2 separate regions of the Culex quinquefasciatus genome follow, and region 1 is linked to region 2. The links are chromatin contacts, called in public Hi-C maps. All regions are on one chromosome and are shown on one strand. The core of a region is the stretch at or near the end of the contact, and the rest is flanking DNA. Distances in the headings are between cores, read along the strand shown.

Region 1 (6,549 bases), core at 2,111-4,610, 160 kb after region 2:
GACGATCTGAAGGTGAGAGCTACTTCCATCGCGATGCTAGCAACCGAATGCTGATCTGCTCTGCAACACCAACCATAAGTCACGGCCTGCTTCAGCTTGTAATTGGCCATCAGAGCCCCTCTTCTGGCTTCTTTTGGTGCAAACACTATCATCCGGAAATCACTGCCTCTAGAAACAGTATAACCCTGCTTGTTTGACAAATTCGAACAGTGTGGTGACGATTAATCTGTCGAATGTCACTGTCAGACCACCCGGGTCCCACTGTACCTCTCCCTGCCGAAACATTGCACCGGAACAGCTCATCTCTTTTTGATGACAGGAAAAAATGAGCGTTGAGGACAGGTGTCGCAATCAGTTTGGCGTCGGTTCGGAACGCGTCAAGGTGTGATGGGGAAGTGGCTTCCGTTGGTTGGGCTGGGCTTGGCCGTCCTGGCGGTGGGTTTGGCCAAAGATGGACGGTTCTTGCAGGAGAATGAAATCGGTGGAGCGGATCAGGAAGATGACGGCGAAGGTGATCGAGAGGAGTTGTTGGCGCGGGAGTTGATCGGCAATCAGGTGGAACTGTTGGTGAACCGTTCCGGGGTGGATGTGGCAGGTATTAAGACAGGGTTGGGGAAGGGTTGTTGGCTTGTTGTTTTTGATTGAGAATTAGATGAAAAAATGTTGCGAAGCGTACTCACGTGTGAACAAGCGTGGTCAAGCCACAGCGGTTGTTCAATGGTTATCAGAGTGGAGAAATTGTTGCAATGTTTAATGGGAGATCGAAAGTTAATATGAGAGAGAAACACAATCGACCAACAAGATCGGTGTGTGTCGGTGTCGGTGTCTCATAAGATTGATTAGGTATTTAAAAAAAGTTTATTTGGGAAAATTTCCATAAATTCTAGAACTAATCAGAACCAACAATGGCGGTCTCCAAAACATGCCGTCGGAACGTCTCCGCCTGCGAGACATTATCGGTCGCAGTCAGCTGCAGTACATCGACTACAAGGTGGAGTACGGCTTGCGGTACGACCCAAAACTGGCCGCTAGACAGTCACAGCCACCGCGGTCACAACCTCCCGTTGCATCAGCAAGTTACGGCGCCAACAGCATCGACGAAAGCGACATCAAAGCGGATTCGTCCATTCCGTTGGTGGTCGTTTCTACCGGTGGCAACAGAACCTGGTTCGCCGTCAAGGACAACGTAACGACCTTCGCGAGTTCACCCGTCCAGAACGTGATGCGACCTCCGACGAGGGTCGAGCAGACGCTGGACTTGCTGGGTGATCGACTGAAGAAGCTGCTGTTGAACAGTTTTGTGCCGAACTCGACCGAGTCCAGGGTGATCGAGAAGCTCAAGTCTCCGCTGACACTGTTTAGCCTGTTCAACGTAGTCAACTTTGAGAATGCTCCGTGCGTAGCACGGCAGGGTAATTTGGGCAGTCCGTTGCAAGGGATCTGCTATCACGAGGTGCAGTGCAGCCAGCTGGGTGGAGTTCCGATGGATGTGTGTGCCGGAGGGTTCGGAGTTTGCTGTGTCTGTGAGTTGTGCTTGCTATTATTCGAACTAGTTTCCCTTGAAAACCTCTTTTTCAAGTCCAATTAGGATGCAACGACCAGACGGCCCAGAACATCAGCTACTTCCAGAGTCCGGGCTATCCGACGGCGGTCCGGACCAAACTGACGTGCAGCCTGACGGTGGCGCTGCGCTGGAACACGCGCCAGGTGCTGCTGGAGCTCATCTTCTTCGAGATGGGACCCCCGCGGGAGGGCAACTGTCTGGAGGATCAGCTGATCGTGACGGTGCAGAACACTCACCGAACGTATCCGATCCTGTGCGGGATCAACAGTGGGCAGCACTGTGAGTTGGGCATGATTTCCCGTGTGAAATCTACGTGAAATTAATGCTACGTTTTTGTTCAGTGTACCTACAGGTGGATCGAGAGTATTCTCACTTTTTGTACTTGACAGCGGTTTCAAACTCGGATGAGCCGAAGGCGTTCAATATTAGAATTATTCAAGTGAGTTGGAATCGCAATTTTGCGATCTTTATAAATGAAAACATTTAAATTTAAGCTTTCAGAGCTTCAAGCACCCGAAGGGTGTTTACAGTACTTCACTGGGGTAAATGGTTACATCAAATCCTTCAACTACGATGACCATTCGGTGCTTGTTACGCGCAGGGAGCCAGGATACTTGGTAAGTTCTGAAAGATTAGTTTGACCTAATGTTAGATGGAACCTGATGTCAGTTTTGACTTGATTTTAATTTTGACTAGATGTCAATTTTAATTAGATGTCAACCTGATGTCAGTTTTGACCTGATGTCAGTTCTTACCTGATGTCAGTTCTAACCTGATGTCAGTTCTAATCTGATGTCAGTTCTAACCTGATGTCAGATTTGACTTGATGTCAGTTTTGACCTGATGTCAGTTTTGACTTCATTGCAGTTTGAACCTGACGTCAGTCAATTTGACCTGATGTCAGTTTTAACAAGATGTCAGTTTTGACCTGATGACATCTTTGACCTGAAGTCAGCTTTGACCTGATGTCAGTTCTAGCCTGATGTTAGATTTTACTTGATGTCAATTTCAACCTGATGTCAGTTTTGACTTGATGTCAGTTTTGACCTGATGATGGTTCAACCTGATGTCAGTTTTGACTTGATGTCAGTTTTGACCTGATGATGGATTTGACCTGATGTCAGATTTGACTTGATGTCAGTTTTAACCAAATGTCAGTTTTGTCCTGATGACTTCTTTGACCTAATGTCAGCTTTGACCTGATGTAGGTTTCGACCTGATATACGTTTTAACCTGATATCAGTTTTGGTTTGATTTGAGTTTTGACCTGACGTCAGTTTACCGCCTGATGTCGATTCTGTACTGATGTCAGTTTTGACCTGTTCTCAATAAGACCTGATGGAAGCTGATAAAAGCAAATTTTTTATTACATTTTTACTTAAAGGCTACTGTCAATTGTTTTTGTTAAAAACATAAATAAACATAAAAAGGTAATCCAAGGCAAATCAAAAGAAACGTAATGAATTTGTAAACAAAGAGTTTATTCTGCTGACGTCAGTTTCTGTTTACAAGTTTTAAGTAAAATATATTTAAAGAACATTGTAAACCTTTAATCAATAACTAAACATAAATTACTGCTGCAACTGTATCAAGTTCAATCAAGTTATTGTTTGTTCCTACCTTGACAGCACTTTTCAGTCAAACTATCAGCAAACACTAAATTTCATTGCACCACAAAACATCTCAAAGAATCTTCATTTTAATCAAAATTTTACGAAAAACTATTTTTTCATTCCCAACACTGATAACACGGTGATAAACACTTTGCAGTCGTCTGAAGGCTGCAATACGTAAACAAAACAAAACAAAATACAGCAACCTGTCAAAATTCAGACCTGCGATGTTTTTCCGCACTGTGTTTGACACTTTGGCTGCGTGCTTTCACCATTGGTCAAGTGTTGCCAATCGGATCGCAATTTCGATTACTTTCATTTCAGAACAACCTCAACTACGCCATCTGCATCCGACGAACGCCCAACTTTTGCTCGACGACCTTTTCGAACGTGAACGAGTACGGCGAGGAGAACGCGTTTCAGTTGGTCAACTTTGACGAAGATGGCGCCAGCTTGACGCGCCCAAATACAGCTGGCGTTGAGATATACAACTGTCCGGACGACTTTGTGGCGCTCAACTATCTGCGGCTGTGCGGCGAACGGCTCAACGACGGTGCCACCAGCGAGGACTACGGTCAGAACGCGCCGGTCGTGGACGACAGCGGCGGGCCGATCGTGGTGCCGTTCCGGTCCAACGAGGAGCTCGTGGGACGGGGGTTCAAGCTGATGTACAAGCAGGAGATTTGTCAGAGTTAATAAAGATGGGGTTTTGGTTGGTTTTAAAATGTTTTATTTTAAAATTTTGCTGCCATACTTTTCGCGGCACAGCTCTACCGTGGCGTAGATCAACAGAAGTCGGCGTTCCAGGCCGATGTAGTGCTCTTTGGTTAACAGGGGGTTCAACAGATCTATTTGATTCAACTCGCGCAGAGTTTCGGTTAGGGCACCGCCGGAGAACATCAGAAGGCGCTCCCACGTGGTCCGGCGGATCCTGAAATGGTTTGACAGCTGTCAGAATTGAGATTTTTGACGTTTGGCGGTTGGACTCACATGCAACACTGGTAAAGTGGGGCTAGGATGTCAAAGTGATCTTTGAACGCGTTCCCGAAGCCCTTCCCGTTGTCCATCAGCAAGACCCGATCCTCCCTGGTCTCGTAGTGATGCCGGTCGCCATTTTGGATCAGGAAATCGAACACCGCTGCGTCGATCAGGTCCAGCAATCGCTCCAGCGGAAGTTGTTCCTTGACCTTCGCGCAGTACCCATCGTTCCGCTCCCATTCAGCACTTACCCCGTTTTGGTAGGTTCGCTGCCAGGGTGATCGATACTTGGCGAACTTTCCCGGAATGATCAGCAGCAAAGCCCCCTCCAAGGTTCCCCCTTCCGAGCTGTCACAAACGGTTTCGCTCTGCCGGCAGTAATGACACTTTCCGTAGACACATTGTCGCGTATCGTTTTCTAAAAATAAGGTTTGATCGTAAAAAGGTAATAAAATGTAGAATTTCAGCGTGATTTTACTGATCATCGTCGCTCGCAGCTCGTCGTCAGCTATTGCGTAGATCTCCGTGAGAGAGACTTTCCTACCCACGACAATCGGAGTCCACCGCAGGTTCAGAATCGCTCCCAGATGAAACGCCACGACCTCGGAGTTGTGTCGATCTTTGCCGGAGTAGACCGGGCCCTCAAGCCTAGCATCTCTACCGTACCAGCTCGGCTTGAACAGAACGGACTGCTTCCCGGCCAAATCAAAGACTAGTTTCAGCTGCGTTCCCCGAGGAGTATTCCTGGCCCGCAGAATCTGGGCCTCCTGGAGAGCCCGTATCACCTTCCCAATCTTCTCATCCTTCTGAGGGAAGATCTCATTCCCACTGGGCCACTAAAACAAAACCGTCGATCATTCTTGAGCCCCAAACCGAACCTGAACCAACTCACCCCGCTGGCAATCTTCCACACCGTCGATATGTTGTACCCTTTGGCTCCAAACGACCTCACCAACCCGCGCTTCACCGGATCGTACCTTGGATTCCGGTTCTTGAACACCGTCTTCAACTTAACAACCCGCGTTTCGACCAGCAGCTGAATCGACGCGGTCCGTCCCACCACCTTCATCAATGCATCACTCTCATTCACCGCTGGAACCAAACTTCTCGAGTGAACCTGCGCCGGAACGGGATGTTCCTGGTCCACGGCGAGCCACCGGATGAAGTAAAAGTTGGTGCTGAATATCAGCAGGACTAGCAGGGCGACCAATGTCAACAGCAGGTACAGGCGGTGGCGTTTTGTCATCGTTGAGGCCGGTCGGGGCCTCCGGAACGAATCCGCCGCGGGGGGTTCATGCGATGAGGTTGGTCTGGTGTTTTTGTTGTGGTGTGGCAGGCAGCGCGAACGAGACTGAATGTTTTGATGGCGTGCTGAGAAGACAATTTGGCGTGTTTTTGTTTTGACAGATAGGTAAACAAAAAGGGGGTTGAAGAGGAACAGTGGTAGAAATAAATATTGTCTGAGGTCAAAAAATTGAATGGCTCTAACAAAAATAATTACAATCTGGCAGCACTGCCAAAAAATCTTAATATTGATTTTCGAACAAACAAAACAAACAAAAAAGACAACATCCAACTGAGGTTAGATTAGTTAACGTTTCAGTGTCTTGGTTTCTTCTAATGCGGACTTCATAAAGAAGGACAGAAGGCACTTGTAGGATAAATATGGTCAGAAAAATATATTTCACACAAGCCCACCAACAAATGTAAAAAATTGTTCAAGATACACTTGCAACATTTTTGTTTCCTACTAAATGAAATCAGTTAAGATTATGATCATTTTCGTTGATTTGGGAAGATCATCCAAAAGGAAAGAAGTATTCAAACAAACGCGGTTTTGGTTGAAAGGCTCCGTCAGCATCCTAGCTTCGGCAGACATGTACTGTGCACTTTGAATGATTCAGTTTATATGTCATTATGAATAAGGGAATTTCTCTATTCTCAACACAAACGTCGCTTTTAAGTGCGAAACACTTTCAAATGTATTGGATAACGTGTAAAATAAATATAAATATCGCATAATACTGAGTTGCCTCAGAACTCTATCGTGTCTTAATTTCATTAAGGAGATACATAACTTTAGGAAGCAAACATTCCGCGATCGCTGCTTAAAACCGCCTCATCCGCACTCGTTCCTCGGTGAACTCGTCGATGCCTGAAGAAAAAATCAGAACTTCAAATCCTCAATCCGCAGAAAACGACCCCCTCGACTTACGCTGATAGCCGGAACTGGTCGGACCCTCCTCATCACCCGCGTGCAGCACCGAGTTCCCGCTAATCTTGCGGGGACTGTCCGCGTACCGCCAGGTGGCACTCGGATCGCTGTAGTACTTGTCGGCACTGTTCTTCCTCCCGTTCAGCAAATCCTTGTCAAAGTTCCACTCCTTTCCACGT
Region 2 (6,862 bases), core at 1,574-4,073:
TTCTAGAAATTCCAAAATAAAAATGACTTGTGTGCTGTCCCATATGCAAAATAAAGGCAAGTCAGTTCTTGTTTAGAAATGTCTCACAAATCGATAAAAAATGTGTATTTTTTTAAACAACTCACAGATTATGTCTCTAAGAGCCTGTTGAACTTAAAAATACTGTAGTTGTTGATATTTAATTAATATTCATAGATTTTTAAGAGTAATACTTGATACCCATTCTGCCTTTTTCCTCATGCAAGTGACAACCACGGTTAGAATATAAACTACATACCATTGTAACAATTTAAGAAAAAAATCAGTTATGTTCCTTATTGGTTGGTTGGTCCTGGTTCTGGATGAGGTTTATCTTCCAACGCAGATTTTAAGGGTCCATATGCTGAGACGTGCATTCATATATCTCCTCTCACGGCAGCGAAAGAAATTGACTGTCTTGTCCCGGGTAAAGTTTCATACTCAGGAATTTTACTAAAACTATTCGTCATATAAGATTAACCTGAAATCAACATACTTTTAGATATTTAATATAAAATATTTCAAAAATTACCACAACAAACCAACAAATGACAGGTAAATTTCTGTTGTAAATGTTTAAGCCTACCTTGATAACCTGACAGACTTGCCTTTATTGGTGGACAAATAAAGTCAGGTCAGTCCCAGCACGAAAATTTACCAAATTAACCTGTAAATTTTAGCTTTTTAAAGTTAAATTTGGGGTAGGTGTATTTTTTGAACCAGTATTGAATTAATTGTTGAAAACACTATTGAAAATTTGTTGATTAAAAATGTAAAAAAGGTGTAACATTTTTTGAGCTTCACATGGCGTTATCGCAGCACTCACTTTTTACATATGGGACGGACTAGATTCGAGCGGCAGTTCAGAAGTTTCTAGAATATCTTTTAAATTGTTTCTATTTTTTTTTATTTTTCATGAACTTCATAAGTTTCTTGAATGTCTTTTTAATTGGTTTTTTTTTATTTTTAAAATTTATATTTTTTTTTATTTTAGCTACTTTGTTGATTTTAAGAAAAATTTCAAAACTTCTTAAATCTTCGAATATCTTGATTTTTTTAAATTGATGTTTTGAATTCTTAGATCTTCTTAAATTTGTTGAATTTCTAGAATTCTTAAATTCTTTTAATATTTGAAGTTATAATTTTTTTTTGATGATTTGTTTCTATTTTCTCAAATGTAGCACCCGATTTGTGTGGAAGTTTGACAGTTCGCTCCAAATGAAACACATTGTGTACCACTAATTGCGTCGGTTACTCCACTTCTTGAAATACATGCTTTTTTTAATAGACAAATCCAGCAAAAGCTCCACGCTGCTTATTGATGGTGAGAGATTTGACAGCTCCCATACTAAATGTCTGGATTTTCATACTTTTTGTTAATTTTCTTTTAAAATAAAACACTTAACATATGAAAACTATATAGTTTTGGTGCCCAAAATTCCTGCTGAATCGAATGATGTACTTATCTCGATTGCAAATTTTTCGAACAGTTTTTATTTTGATATTATTCTAGACACATTTTGTGCACCTAATCAATCAATACTTTTATCATAAATAATCATTTTATTGCTTAAAAATTGAGTTTTCCTGAGCTCCCATATTAAAATACATGGAAGCTGTCATTTCTAACACCATTGGCCACCTAGCGGCCATTTCAAATTGGATTCGTCTATTCCTTCTTTAATTTTTTTAATTTCCTATTTTTTCAGAAGTTTTTTTTTATTTTTAAAAATTTATGAATTTTTGGACCATGATTTTCTTGAAATTCTTGGTTTTTTTTCGACTTCTGACAGCCTGGATATTTTGCCACCGGAAGCGACCAATTGGGACAATTCCACCAAAAGTAAGAATATTTGTATGATAAAATAGGGTGAACATGACTGCCCGAACGCACGAGTGTTTAAATGTCAGCAAACTTTTTCTTTTTAACAAAATTCTACTTGTTTCCTTAAATGCTGCAAAAGTTTGGCTGTTTATAAAACGGCTTAAATCTCATTTAGCTCATGTTTAGGTTTCGGGCTCAGTTCGTCCAACGAAAACAAGCCCCTGAATTAAAGGTCAATAGGTAATTATACAAAATGGCACCCTTTACTCAATGTAACCAAAAAAGCACGTGTGACAAGATTGCATTATCACTTGATTAAGATCAGTATTTCGAATCCAAAACTTTACGCGACACTTCTTTGCTTATTTTTTTTTGCAAAAGGATAAAATTTGCAATCGGATTTGACCTGAAATAATGAATGTAATCGGTCTTCAACATAGGATTGAATTCAGGTTTTTTTGAATGATACATATTTCTTCAAAGGAGAAATTTTAACGTTATAGATTTTTAAAGAATCTAAAGCTTCCTTGCCTTGGAATACACTGTAAACAAGCAAGATTTCGTTGAGTAAACTCATAATTACAGTTACAACAACACAACGTCGACAAAACATCTCTGTTTACATTTACTGAAAAAAGATGCAACTTACCTCTTAGGTTTGCACACAATAAGGAACTTTTCGAAACAACACACTTAGTACACGAAAGTATTTTTTTGTGCTAATAAGTTACTAACTAAAAATCTAACTTACAAAACATTACAAAGCACATGATTAAACAATAGTTATTCTCTCTATTCGTCCAACTTCCAACCGAAACAAACCTCACCGCTATGGTAACAATACTGGCTGCGTCCGTCCGTCCGTTACACAGATTCATAGAAAGACCCATGCAGCAAAAGTGTCAGGAGTGCAATGACTGTCATACTGCTGCGATGATTTTTAAGGAGCATCAGCTGTCAAGAAAACATGAAACAGCAAAACACTGGAGCGCTGGAATAATAACAAGCGAAATAAACTCTTCCAAAACATTCCTACCACCTTGCAGTGGGGGACCTTGAGTCAGTCAGTGTCTATGGTCAAGGTGTTTCGGTTCGCGTTTTTAAAGTTCTGAAAGTGGTGCGGAAGTTTTGATGTAATATTTTTTTAACTACGAATCTCAGTCCAAATTTAGCATTATTCATAAGGAATATTTTGTGTACAAGGCTTGTCAAAAGGGTTAAAAACATTGATTAAATAAATAAACCCACGGATTTCATAACCACATGTCATGAGTCAGCAAAAGGGTGAATATGATACCATTGATTCAGCAGATTTATTAATACGTGGTCGGAGAACCTAACAAATTGTCTCAGTCATGCATTTAATGAAGGAAAACTCTACTATTTCAACCAATAATAAACATCATCAACATCACGTTACGGTATTAAATATTAAAAATCAGATCAGATCTCAAGAAGCCCTACAATTCGGCTCTAGAAATGAACTTTTTCAGTAAAATCGTCGTAGACCCACCCTGATGTGTGTGGTTCGACTCAAAATCGAAAACGTCGACTCAAAATCGAAAACGTGGGTGTATTTTTTTTATGTATTTTGTCATAAGTACAGGTAAAATTACATAAAAAGAGGAATTCCGTAAAATGTTATCCTTTAAGGTGAGCTTTTTTTTCAGCGTAAATTTCAATCAAAGAAACCAATTGGGTCCCAAAATTAAGCTTAAATTGGTAGTATTATTGTTTACAACGTTGAAGATTATTTTTCTGAATACAATAACCCTTTGTACGACCGCATAGGATCTAAAATGATTTTTTTATCGATTCAAAAAAAAATCGAAGCCCTTCTTGACAGAAAGCATCCTACTTGACAGCTCGTTCCAAGGGGACCATAGTTGACCCATCTTAAGATGTTGTCTTGTCAAAAAAGTGATCAGAAATGTTTTTTAATCGTGTTTTTTACCGTTGTACATAAAATTTGTACATAAAAGCCCATATTTTCGGACACTATGAGCCAGTGTGGATTTGTTACGAAGCAGTCTGTTCTGCTGACAGTGAGTGTTAGCTTTTTTTCAAAAAGCACGATAGACTGCTGCCTTTATAGCAAATTTTCTGAACCTTAGAAAAAATCAGAAATGGTCACAAACTTTTTTTAAAAATTGAATAACTTCAAACAGAGCGTAATTATATATAAACCGAACAGTACATTTAATTGAACAAAATCTTGTTGAGTTTGTTCATTTATTATTTTTTCAGAGCAATTTCAAAAAATAGTTCCAAAAATTTAGGAAAATGTATATTTCCGCTTGAATTTCGGGAATTCCTGGGAAGTTTAGAAATTTCCCGGGAAACGGGAAATATTTTTTTTTTCAGGAAATACCCGGAATTTTTTCCCGGGACGGGAAATTGGACGCTCTAACTTCAAATATTACGCTGAAATCGAATTTACAGTGACTATACCTTGAAAACGAAACAATTTATGAAAATATCTGATTAATTAAAAAAATTAGGTCAAAAGATTGTACATATGTATGAATTTTTTTTCCCAGAAATCACTATATCACACAGCAAAATATTTGACGATATTTCTCTATGACTTTAAAGTGAGTAGTTTTTGTCCCCTAAAACACATAAAAATTTCAAAAAATAAACAGATATTGGGAAAATAAGCTTTTGTGAAAAAATGGCAACCGTCCATACAAAAATGATTTATAAAAATACTAAAATTTAATCTTTGGAAGGAATTTTTTGATCGATTTGGTGACTTCGGAAAAATTGTAGGAATTGATAAGGACTACACCGAAAAAAAATGATACATGGTATTTTTTTGTGATTTAAAATTTAGCTTTTTGTTATTAAAACTTGATTTGCAAAAAATCACTATTTTTATTTTGTATATATGTTTTATGGGCCATAAAATGCCAACTATTCTGAAATTTCCAGGTTGTGCAAAAATCTTTGACCGAGTTATAAATTTTGGAATCAATCCAGATTTTTTTGGAAAATCGAAATTTTTAACTGAATTTTTCGATGTAAATTTGAATTTGCAATCAAAAAGTACCATAGTGAAATTTTGATAAAGTGCACCGTTTTCAAGTTAAAGCAATTCTTAGGTAACTTTTATGAAAATTGTAGCAGTTTTTAATTTTTTTAAATCAGTGCACATGTTTGCCCACTTTTGAAAAAATATTTTCTCAGTCGATATCTCAGCAACTATAGGTCCGATTTACAATGTTAAAATATGAAAAATTCGTGAAATTTTCCGATCTTTTCGAAAAAAATACATTCAAAATTTTTGAACCAAGACTAATATTTTAAAAGGGCGTAACATTGAATATTTGGCCCTTTTGAAATGTTAGTTTCGATTTAAAAATTTGGAAATATTGTTTTCGAAAAGATCGGAAAATTTCACGAATGTTTCATATTTTAATATTGTAAATCGGACCATTGGTTGCTGAGGTATCGACGTTAGAAAATGATGGGTTGTTTGGGTAAGACTTAGATAACATAAATTTTCATGTTTTTAAAGCTTTGCATGGCAATATCTCAGCAACTTAGAGAATTTTTTCAGCTACTCAAAAATATTTTTTTCAAAAGTGTGCAAAAATGTGTACTAATTTAAAAACATGAAAAAACTGCGACTATTTTCTAAAAAGTTACCTAAGAATGGCTTTAACTTGAAAACGGTGCCTCTTACCAAAATTTCACTTCCAGTACTTTTTGATTGCAAATTTGATTTTACAACAAAAATGAAGTTGAAAATTTTTTGCGACCAATATTTTGATTTTTTTTAAGAAATCAGTATTGATTAAAAAAATTATAACTCGGTCAAAGATTTTTTGCACAACCTGGAAATTTCTGAAATGTTGGCATTTGATCAAGTCAAGTTTGATCAAGTTTGAGTGACAAAGAGTTAAATAAAAAATCACCTATTTTTTACCGTGTTTTATTTTTTTCAGTGTAGTCCGTATCTATACCTACAGTTTTGCCCAAAACAACAAATCGGTTAAAAAATTCATTCAAAAGATACAGATTTTTGAATTTTCATACATCGTTTTTGTATGACCAGCTGCCAAATTTGTATGGAAAATTAAATGAATAAACTAATGATGCAAAATGGCTTCTTTGGGCAAACCGAAGGCACCAAAAAAGTTTCAGTCGGATTAAAAAATACAAAAAAATAAAAAAAAAATAATACTGATTTCGTAGAGAATTGCTCTAGTTGAAGTTTCAGTTGACAAAATTGCCGGATTAAACTTTTTTGGTGCCTTCGGTATACCCAAAGAATCCATTTAGCTTCATTAGTTTTTCCATATAATTTTCCATACAAATTTGGCAGCCGTCCATACAAAAATAATACACTCAACCCCCGGTGGTTGGTCACTGTTTCGTTTGACACTTTTTTAGTTTGTACCCCGTTGGTTGGTCAAAGTCAAACTAAAAAGTGACGAACTGTCACTTTTTACACAGCGCTCACGCACACTATCAAAACAAACGTTTGGTAGTGTGTGTGAACTTCGTGTAAAAGGGGTGTCAAACTAAAACGTGACCCCGTTCGTTTGACAACAGTTGGTGTCAAACCATCGGGGTTTGAGTGTATATAAAAATTAAAAATCAGTATCTTTTGAAGGAATTTTTTGATCGATCCGGCAAAGTTGTAGATAATATTTTTTGGTGATTTTTAATTTCGCTTTTTGTTACTAAAACTTGATTTGCAAAAATCACTATTTTTATTATACATAAAATGCCAACGTTTCAGAAATTTCCAGAATGTTCAAAAAATCTTCGACCGAGTTATAAACTTTTGAATCAATACTGATTTTTTCAAAAAATCGAAATTTTGGTCGCAAAAAGTTTTCAACTTCATTTTTGATGTAAAATCGAATTTGCAATTAAAAAGTACTTATGTGAAATTTTGATAAAGTGCATCGTCTTTAGGTTATAGCCATTTTTAGGTATTTTTTTTTTGAAAATAGTCGCAGTTATTAATTTTTTAAATTAGATATTGCCATGCAAAGATATTAAAAC

What was found. Hi-C and Micro-C count contacts between places; a contact is called where the count stands out from the background.
Region 1: a contact with region 2 is called in a Hi-C map of whole body, with 6 times the contacts expected there. The contact joins the promoter of LOC6048478 here to the promoter of LOC6052936 in region 2. A contact is called at or near these places in 2 of 2 Hi-C or Micro-C datasets (both in whole body).

What each region holds. Positions count from the first base shown.
Region 1 is chr1:100,947,228-100,953,776 of VPISU_Cqui_1.0_pri_paternal, forward strand. LOC6048478 (BLOC-1-related complex subunit 5) reads right to left here and starts at 3,361. Exons shown (of 5, transcript XM_038255156.1): 1 at 3,185-3,361. It overlaps LOC6048477, which reads left to right and starts at 304. Exons shown (of 6, transcript XM_001865353.2): 1 at 304-595; 2 at 888-1,523; 3 at 1,580-1,843; 4 at 1,906-2,003; 5 at 2,059-2,181; 6 at 3,502-3,902. The coding sequence starts at 388. The coding sequence ends at 3,873. LOC6048476 (glycosaminoglycan xylosylkinase homolog) reads right to left here and starts at 5,543. Exons shown (of 4, transcript XM_001865352.2): 1 at 5,048-5,543; 2 at 4,634-4,991; 3 at 4,168-4,573; 4 at 3,885-4,108. The coding sequence starts at 5,401. The coding sequence ends at 3,907. It overlaps LOC6048472 (transmembrane channel-like protein 5), which reads right to left. Exons shown (of 6, transcript XM_038251636.1): 5 at 6,371-6,549; 6 at 6,112-6,310. The coding sequence ends at 6,264.
Region 2 is chr1:100,784,117-100,790,978 of VPISU_Cqui_1.0_pri_paternal, forward strand. It overlaps LOC6052936, which reads left to right and starts at 2,824. Exons shown (of 8, transcript XM_038266873.1): 1 at 2,824-2,976.